2 separate regions of the Macaca mulatta genome follow, and region 2 is linked to region 1. A link is a contact called in public Hi-C data. All regions are on one chromosome and are shown on one strand. Each heading gives the region's core, a stretch centred on a gene start, on an enhancer-like site or on the middle of the called end of the contact. The rest is flanking DNA. Distances are from core to core; before and after follow the strand shown. Region 1 has its middle 46 kb from the start of LRRC30. Region 2 holds the start of PTPRM (protein tyrosine phosphatase receptor type M).

The links. Hi-C and Micro-C count contacts between places; a contact is called where the count stands out from the background.
Region 2: a Hi-C map of liver shows a contact between it and region 1, with 9 times the contacts expected there. The contact joins the promoter of PTPRM here to the enhancer-like site in region 1. A contact is called at or near these places in 5 of 14 Hi-C or Micro-C datasets (blood, fetal cortex germinal zone, fetal cortical plate and 2 more).

What each region holds. Positions count from the first base shown.
Region 1 is chr18:78,362,858-78,367,485 of T2T-MMU8v2.0, forward strand. No RefSeq gene overlaps it. Among named protein-coding and RNA genes, the nearest start is that of LRRC30, 46 kb to the left of the region's middle. Within about 2 kb of position 1,479, at least 15 of the 40 cell types and tissues checked have an H3K27ac peak or open chromatin away from gene starts, as enhancers often do.
Region 2 is chr18:78,632,259-78,636,462 of T2T-MMU8v2.0, forward strand. It overlaps PTPRM (protein tyrosine phosphatase receptor type M), which reads left to right and starts at 2,195. Exons shown (of 34, transcript XM_077975163.1): 1 at 2,195-2,802. It overlaps LOC106994417, which reads right to left. Exons shown (of 3, transcript XR_013408328.1): 1 at 2,726-4,204.

The sequences.
Region 1 (4,628 bases), core at 229-2,728:
CAGAGCGACACTCAGTCTCAATGATAATAATAATAAGTGGGAGCCGAACATTGGGTCCTCATGGACATAGAGAAGGGAACAGTCAACACTGGGGACTGCCAGAGTGGGGAGGGACAGACGGGGGTAATGGCTGAAAAACTACCTAATGGACACTGTGCTCAGTACCTGGGTAACAGGATCATTCAGACTCCAAACCTCAGCATCACGCAATATACCCAGGTAACAAACCTGCATTTGTACCCCTGGCATATAAAATAAAGGTTGAAATTACTTTTAAAAATAAGACTCACTATGGCTTTCTCATAAAGAATACTGGAAGGCCTCCTTCTGGCTCTATCATGCTATGGTTCCCTGGCACGGGTTCTTGTAATCTACTTATTGTATCTAATCTGAAGCCATAATCACTTATTTCCACACATGAACTGTGCCATTTCGGTTTCATCTGCCAAGAGTTTTGTCAGAAAGCAGGGATACCCCAGAGGTTCCACGGAGGCACTTTTTTTTTTTTTTTTTTTTTTTCCTGAGTCTTGCTCTGTCGCCCTGGCTGGAGTGCAGTGGCGTGATCTCGGCTCACTGCAGCCTCTGCCTCCTGGGTTCCAGCGATTCTCCTGAGTCAGCCTCCTGGGTAGCTGGGATTACAGGCACATGCCACAATGCCGGCTAATTTTTGTATATTTAGTAGAGTTGGTGTTTCACCATGTTTGCCAGGCTGGTCTCGAACTCCTGATCTCAGGTGATCCGCCGGCCTTGGCCTCCCAAAGTGCTGGGATTACAGGCGTGAGTCACCACGCCTGGCCTCACAGAGGCACTTTTACAGAGGAGTGCCTGGTGCTGGACAGGCAGCAAGTCCACACACTCTGGACAGGGCCAAACACCTTGTGGAAACTACACGGCCACGGCAGTCACGCCTAGAATCCTTTGTGCGGTGTTCACATAGACTGCTTTAGCCCAGATTGTGCCACTCAGGGCGCCTGCCTTGAAATACCCGCGATGTTCCGGTCCGGGTCTGACGATGGCCAGCAGGTGGCACTCTCGTTTTAGGATTCCAGCTCCCAAGTAAGTAACAAGGGAAAATTTCAGGCCCATATAAAAATTTATTTATATATTTTTTTCTCTGCCAAGCCAGAAATGTACTCCATTTTCTTTAATCAGGTTCATTTACTTCCTACTGTGGGACTTCAGTTGGGTAATAGTCAACCAGACTTCTCCCCCTGGCTCCTTTCTTTCCTGGAGCAGGGTATTTAGGTTTGAGATTTGCCGGAGTTCGGGAGCTGTATGTGAAGGCCTTGCAGAGACAACAGAAAAGCTGTGTTTTACACGCAGAGCTCGACTGGCCATCCCCGGTAGCTCCAAGTGGCCTCGTGCAGACACAAGGGCGCATCTGGCGGGGGCCATGTTTACCCTGGGGTTCAGAGACTGTGTCTGCTGCCCTGTCTGACACCAGCAGAGCCCACAGGAGGGAGCCCCAAAGCTGGATGAAAGTCCCGGCAACAAGGAGAGGGAGGCTGAGGCTGAGGCTGAGGGCTCTGAGCTGCGCCTTGATTTCCTCCTGCGAGGTGCACAGCGCATGGACAGCTGCAGACAGCAGTGGGAGCCCTGGCTCACTCACTCCTTCACTCACTCATTCATTCAGCACATACTCATGCAAAGCCTCCAGGATTCCAAAAACTCCATTTTGTATATGGTATCAGCCAGCGTTCAGCCAGGGAACAAACCACACCAGTTATCTGAAGAGAGACAATATAATAATAAAGAATTGTAAACCATGCATTCGGTTGAAGCCGGGGAACTAAAAAAACAAAAGGAGAATGGTGGATGCCAGGGAGGAGGTAACAGCAGGGAGTGGCTGCCACCCCTGAGGCTAGGGACACCAGGACCTAAAAGCTCAGGGGCCCGCAGAGCTGCTCAGCTGCTGCTGGTCTCTGGGTGTGTGTGATGGGGTTGGCTGTGAGTGTTAGAAACACTGCAAACTGGATTCAGCTGCTGCTACGGTGAGGGACTGACATGGCTGGGAGGGAGTGTGGGCACTCAAGAATGGGGAATGGACAGGAAAATCAAGTCCCTCCTTGCTCTTCCCTCCTTACCAGTTCCTTCTAGCACCTTCCACTGGCACAGCCTGGCAGGAAGCTGGAGGCACAGCAAGGATGTGGCTCACAGTTCAACCCCACCCTCACAGGGCAGAGTGCGGACTGGGGTTTGGAGCCCTGAGACAATAGTTGAGTCCCTGGCACACTCACAGAACCGCATTCTCATCCCCGGAGGCTGCGACCCAGCCTGGCAGCGGCGGGAGGAGGAGCAAGTGGGACTGGAGTATTGGTCCTCAGCACATGGCTCCCAGCCTAGACGGGAGAAGGGAGTTGGTTGACTCATTTCCTTTTATTGCTCAAATGTGACACACAATTTCACTAAAGGTCACACCATAGCACAGCTTATTTCCTCTCTTTTGCCAGAAGTTCCTTATAAAATTTCCTCAGTCTATCTTTTCACACCCCTCCACACCCGTGACATCCTCATGGTCTCTTAGCATGGTTTTACTTTTCATATAAATCAGATCCAAGCAGAGGGAAGCATGTCAAAATGCCACTGTGGCTCTTTTGTTACATGAAAATGTTGAGTCGAATTAATGCACTTTTAAACTAGACCTAGCTACGATGCTTTTCAACAGCTTTCATCATGATGGTAACGTCTTCGTTGTTAAATCTCATCGATTTCATAGGTATTGGCATTTCCATTCTTTGATAGGATGTTTACTTATGCATTTTTTCTTTTTTTTTTGAGACAGTCTTGCTCTGTCATCCAGGCTAGAGTGCAGTGGCATGATCTTGGCTCACTGCAACCTCTGCCTCCTGGGTGTTCAAGCTTCAAGCGATTCTTGTGCCTCAGCCTCCTGAGTAGCTGGGATTACAGGCCTTTGCCACCACTCCCAACTCATTTTTGTATTTTTAGTAGAGACGGAGTTTTGCCATGTTTGCCAGTCTGGTCTCGAACTCCTGACCTCAGGTGATCCACCCACCTCAGCCTCCCAAATGCTGGGATTACAGGTGTGAGTCACCGAGGCTGGCCTGCATTTTTTCCTTACTTTTTCTGAGATGGAATCTCGCTCTGTTGCTCAGGCTGGAATGCAATGGCACGATCTTGGCTCACTGCAACCCCCGCCTCCTGGGTTCAAGCAATTCTCCTGCCTCAGCCTGGGATTACAGGCCTGTGCCACCACGCCCAGCTAATTTTTGTATTTTTAGTAGAGATGGGGTTTCCCAGCTAATTTTTGTATATTTAGTAGAGACAAGGTTTCACCATGTTGGCCAGGCTGGTCTCGAACTCCTGACCTCAGGTGATCCAACTGCCTTAGCCTCCCAAGTTGCTAGGATTACAAGTATAAGCCACCATGCCTGGCCTGCATTTTTTCTAAATTTGGGAAAAGTAGAGGTAGAAGGGATTGGTAAGGTTGAGGTCCAAAGGAGAGAAAACAGAAGTGTATGAGGAATGATTTTGAAGACTATGTACGTAGCCACTGCCTTTGATCTAGGAAATGCACTGGACAATAATCAACAATGGACAAGACCAACCTGAAGCCTACAGTGGCTGAAAGAGACACGAAGGTGGTTGGTTGATGAAGGAAAGATACCAGAACAGAAATATTTAAGACAAAGGTTAGGTCTGGTTTACCTTTGGCAATATATTACCTTCTGTTTTTTTCTTATGGTTCACAGCCCAGAAGCTTGAAAACGACAGTTCCCCTTCTCCCTTGCTACAGGTGCTTTGCATACACCTTTAACTCTATCAGTGAGATAAACTCACTTGATATTTGGAAGGTGGAAGGGTGACAGAAGCCTTGTTTTGTCTCTTTCTCTGGAAGTTATGGTCATGCTCTCACCAGACAGGAGTTATTCAGCAGCCTCAGCCTCAACATCTTGTTTATGTCATGTCTACAGAGGGTCTGTGAACTCTGCAGCAATTGTCTGTAGCTTCATTCACTCTGGGCAACATCAAGTCTTAACTCTAACAGCAAACCTGTATGTCCCGGTGGCCCCTAGATTGTTGCTCCTTTAGACTTCCAGTAGTGTGATAAGCACCCAAGCCCCTTCATGCAATCCCTTCCGGCTTTGACCTACGTAGAATGGTCTTTGTTTTCCTGAGCAAACCCGTAGTCATTCTGAGGATGGGAGGAAATACAGACAAAAAGGCCTACCCCACCATAAAGTCACTTTATTCAACAGGGTTAGTCTTATTTTATCACGTTTACTAGCTAGACAAGTTGCAAGAAGCTCAGAAGACCATATTCTATACATTTCTTGATGGACAAAGTTAGATTCAGATAAATATTGAGAGATGCAGAGACCTCTTTGCCCTGCCAGAATTTAAAATATCCTTATAGTATCTTTAATATACAAGGGACAGCTGAGGTGAATATGAGGAGAAAATGGCATTTTTTTTTTTTTTTTGCCAATATGATCCAGGCAATGCAAATAAGAAACAACTGGAGGGGCCCCTGTGTCGTTACAGATGACATTAACTGAGAGTCACTTTTCATGTAGTAGATCTGGCTGAAGACTTTTATGAAATGTGAAATTTAATATTCATTCCTGAAATGAGGATTCATCTCTTTAAAAGCTGCTCACTATTTCACT
Region 2 (4,204 bases), core at 945-3,444, 270 kb after region 1:
TAACAATCGGAAGGGACAGGGTTTGTAGAGGTTACCAAGGGGAGTCCTGTGGCAGCAGCAGTTGGAGTACTGGCAGGGCTTTCTGTCTACTGCCTCAGTGGCAGGTCCGAAGTGTGGTCCCTTCCTCTTCCATCCTGCTCCTCCTCGTCCCCCTACCAGGGGATTGAGTTTCCCTTGCCCACAGTCGTAACCTGCTTATTGACACATCCCATATCAATGTCTGCTTTTTTTCCCTCTGTCTTGCTGTCTCACCTTCCTTATAGTGATTTCTGGGATCACTTCCCCAATTCGAAACCACTTATAGTTAAATCCTAACCTCCAGGTCTGTTTCTGAGGGAACCCAGCCTAAGACAACTTCCAGTACTTAGCACAGTGCCTGACATATGGTATTGCCTCAGCAGATATTTGCTGAAAGAATTAAAATACTTCGCAAATGAAATCCCACCCTAATATTAACTTCACCTAATTTAAAGAAGTTACTTATCAAGATCAACTTTTATCCCCCTAGCTTGCACCTCTGTCCTCCCACTAGCAGAAAAACTCCATTGAAAAGCCTATTACTATTTTTTTTTAAAAAAAAGCAAATTTGAACTCCAGTATAGAACACAAGTACATCAAAATTGAAAGCCTAGGTTGCAGATTTGACTCTCCGCACTTGCTGATCTTGAAGACACTGCTTCCTTCCTGAGATTTCAATGTTCATTTCACAATTAAAGATAAGGTTCCATAAGCACATAGTTGGGAGAAGTGGCAGGATGATGTAAGGTCATATTAACAAGTAAATGATTAATATAGAGACTTCTAAAGAACAGGTCTGGAAAGTATCTACTAAGTGGACTTCCTGAAGTAAGAGGAGTGTTGGTTGCTACACTAAAGGCAAAAGTCTTCTAGTCCCCAAATTTGCCTTAGGAGGATGACAGCTCTATCTTTCTTGGTTCTGGTGTACATTGGAGACAGGGTCAATTTGAGAGTAGAATCCATTTATTTTTTGCGTCTTTATAAGCACTAGAAAGCAGTGAGCGCTGAGCAGAGGACCCCTCTTGTGGGAAAAATGCAGGAGAACTCCCGGGTGCCTCTGCATCACCGGTTTGCCTTCTAGCCAGAATCATTGCTAGAACCCTGTCACTCAGTTACTTTGGTTCCTAATTTAACCTCTTCCCAACCCTTCTATTGCGTTCAGTTAGCTAGGCCAGGAGCTTACAGCTGTCTGGTTGGTGCTGGCTCAATGTGCTTATTCCCTGGAAGATAGAAGGATCACTTACAAAAAATTTTACAATTAAAATAAAAAATTTACTCTTTGCTGAAGCATTGTAAGGTTTTTTTATTCACTCAGACCCAAAATAGTAAAACTAAAATATTTCAAGACATTCCTTGATTCACTCCCCACTTTTCTTTCTCCCGTTTCCCAGCACTTTGCACCAGATACAGAAACCACGGGTTATGTCCAAACCCTGGTTTTGGTGTGACCACCGCCTTCCGTGTACTGCCTGCGGCTCGCTCCGGGCCCACACGGGACGCCGAGGCATGATTAGGAGGCAGAACAGCAGAAACGGCTTCCCGGGCGCCACTGCTCGGGGCCAGCGGCGTGTACCCCGCGGGCCCGGCCGGGAGCGGGCTGGCGATCGCGGGGCTCTGCGCTCCCGGCTCCCGCGCCATCTCCCGGCGCCCGCCAACTTCGCTCCGCCCGCGGCGCAGAGGACCTCGCAGCCCTCTGGAGCCTCCGCGATCGCCTGGCTCGCGTTTCCCGCAGCCGCCGAGGAGCGCAGGCCCGGCGACTCCGGGTGCAGCTGGCCCTGTGCGGTGACATCGCCGTCCGGCGCCGGGCTCGAAGCCGCCTGGCTCGGCCCGCTGGGTCGCAGGCCGCTGGTCCCGCCCGGCCGCGCTCACAAACTACTCGCGGCTCGTGACCCGGGACAAACTTCTGGCGGCGGCACAGCCCCTTCCACAGTCACCCTCCCCAGAGCCAGCCACCAAAATAGAAGACGCGGCCGGGGCGAGGAGGTGGGCGGGGGGAGCCTGGTGGCCGCTCCTCCCCGCGCGGCTGACGCCCGCTTCGGCGGCGGCAGTGGCGGTGGCCGCGGGGCCGCCCCCAGCAGAGCTCCCGGAGGCGCTCGGGCGCGGGCCGGCGGGGCGCGGGCGCTCACGCCCTCTAGCGGGCCGCGGCGGTGCCGGGCGGCCGTGACGTGAGCGCTCCCTTCAGCCGGCCTGCGGGGCACCGCCAGTCAGTCGGGGAGCAAGAGCCCCGCGCGCAGCCGGCGCGGGCTCGGTCATCGGCGCGCCGCCGCCCGGGGCTGGGCTCTGGGCTGCCTGTGGAGAGGCAGCGGGCGGGACGCGCGCTGCCACGGCCACGGCCACCGCCACCGCCACGGCCACGGCCGGCAGCTCGGGTCCCGGGTCCCGGGCAGGGGAAGGCGAGAGGCGGCGAGCTCAGCCACCGGAACCGAGGGAAGATTTTGGCTCCGCGGGCTCGCCCTCAGCTCCCTCTGACAGCGGCGCCAGACGCCGAGTGGGTCCAGGGACAGGGGAGGAGGACCCAGGACCCTGTGCCCGCGCCCCTGGAGCCGCTGGAGTTCGGACTTCTGCAACTGTTGGCACCTTGGGGGCTTGGCTCAGTGCTCTGCTGTTTACCCTTCCCTCCTCGCTGCCTCGGAACCAAAGCTCCCGGCCCCCACCGCCCTCGTGCGCCCACCCACCGCCGCCGGGGAGCGGCCCGGCGCGCACTCACCACCATGAGGAGACTTGGGACTTGCCTGGCGACTTTGGCCGGACTTTTGCTAACTGCGGCGGGCGAGACCTTCTCAGGTAAGCGGGACCGCCTCTGCCGTTCCCGAGACGCGCGGGCCGGCGCGGGACGCCGGCAGCTCCCTGGTGGTAGAGCGCTAAGGCTGGCGTCGGGGCCGGGCGGGAGGCGCGGCGGGCCGGACACGGCTTCTGCCTGTGAGCCGGGCGCTGGGCGAGGGGCCGTGGGGCTGGCAGGCGCCCAGTCCTCGGGCGGGCGGAGCGGACGAACCCCGAGGGCAAGCTCCCCAGCCGGGACTCCCAGCTCGGCTTCCGTCCTCCCGCGGCCTGGGCTAGTGCTCAAGGTTGGGCGGCTGCCACTATGAGTCCCTGGCCGGCTGCAAAAGGAACAGCAGAAAACTTTGCTTGAAGTTCCCAGTTGCAGCCACCGGGCCGCCTGGCGTAGGCGCTGCGCGGTCTCCGCCGACCCCGAGCAGCGGCCGGGCCCAGGCCGCCGGTGTTCGGCTGCGCCCGCAGCGAAAGCCGGGACCTGGCGGCCGCTTGGGCGGCGGCGATCTCCCGGTGTCCTGCCCTCCCTGTCGCCCCCTGCCCGGCGCGGTTGGCGACCCTGGTAGGTCCCCGCGGTCGCGCAGCGTCTGCGGAGAAGCCGGGGGAGTTCCTTGCCGGTCCCAGCGGGAGGGCTCGGCGGCCGCGGAGGGAGCGGGCAGGTCCCCAGGCCCTGGTAGCCACGGCCCTGCGCCCCGCTGGGCTCCCCCTCCCCACCCTCGGCCCCCTAGCGGAGCGCGCGGCCAGCGGCAACTTGTTCACCCAGCCCGGCTGCTCGGGGGTCCCAGGTGGGAAGGAGAGGCACTGGCGGTGTGCGAGCAAGCGTGTGAGTGTGCGCGCGTGTGTGCCTGCACGCGCACGCGGGGGCGTTCTAAGCCCAGGGGAGCCCCTCATGGAGAGGATCTGTGGATCGGAGTCGGGGGTCCGGCGTGGGGCCGAATCCGGCACGCTGTCACAGGGGTTTACAACCTCCAGGATCACCTTTATTACCTGGATGACACAGGTGGATGGACGGCAAATGCTGGCCCATTTGCACACCTTTCTAGTGTTTATTAGATTAGTTTCATTAAGGTCCACATGCAGTGGGGGCGGTGGGCTTCCTTTTTCTTTTAATTAAAAAAACCTGCTCCTTTGTCTTAAACTTGGTTTTTGCAAAATAGGTCTCAGCGTTTGGGAACAAGTGAGTTGAATGAGTAAGTTGGGCTTTTTAAGAATTAGATGAAGGGGACTTTCATGAACAGTAAAGAGCATATTTTAAGCAGTAAAAACCTTTGGTCCTCTGGTGCGTGGAAACCTTTTTATTTTCTTGGAGTCCAGGACCATTGGCTGCTGGAGCTCTGGACTCACAGGCACATTAGTTGTGTCTTGTGTGTTGCTGATCTGCAGGACCCTTGATCACAGTTGGCCTCAGAGAAGGAGT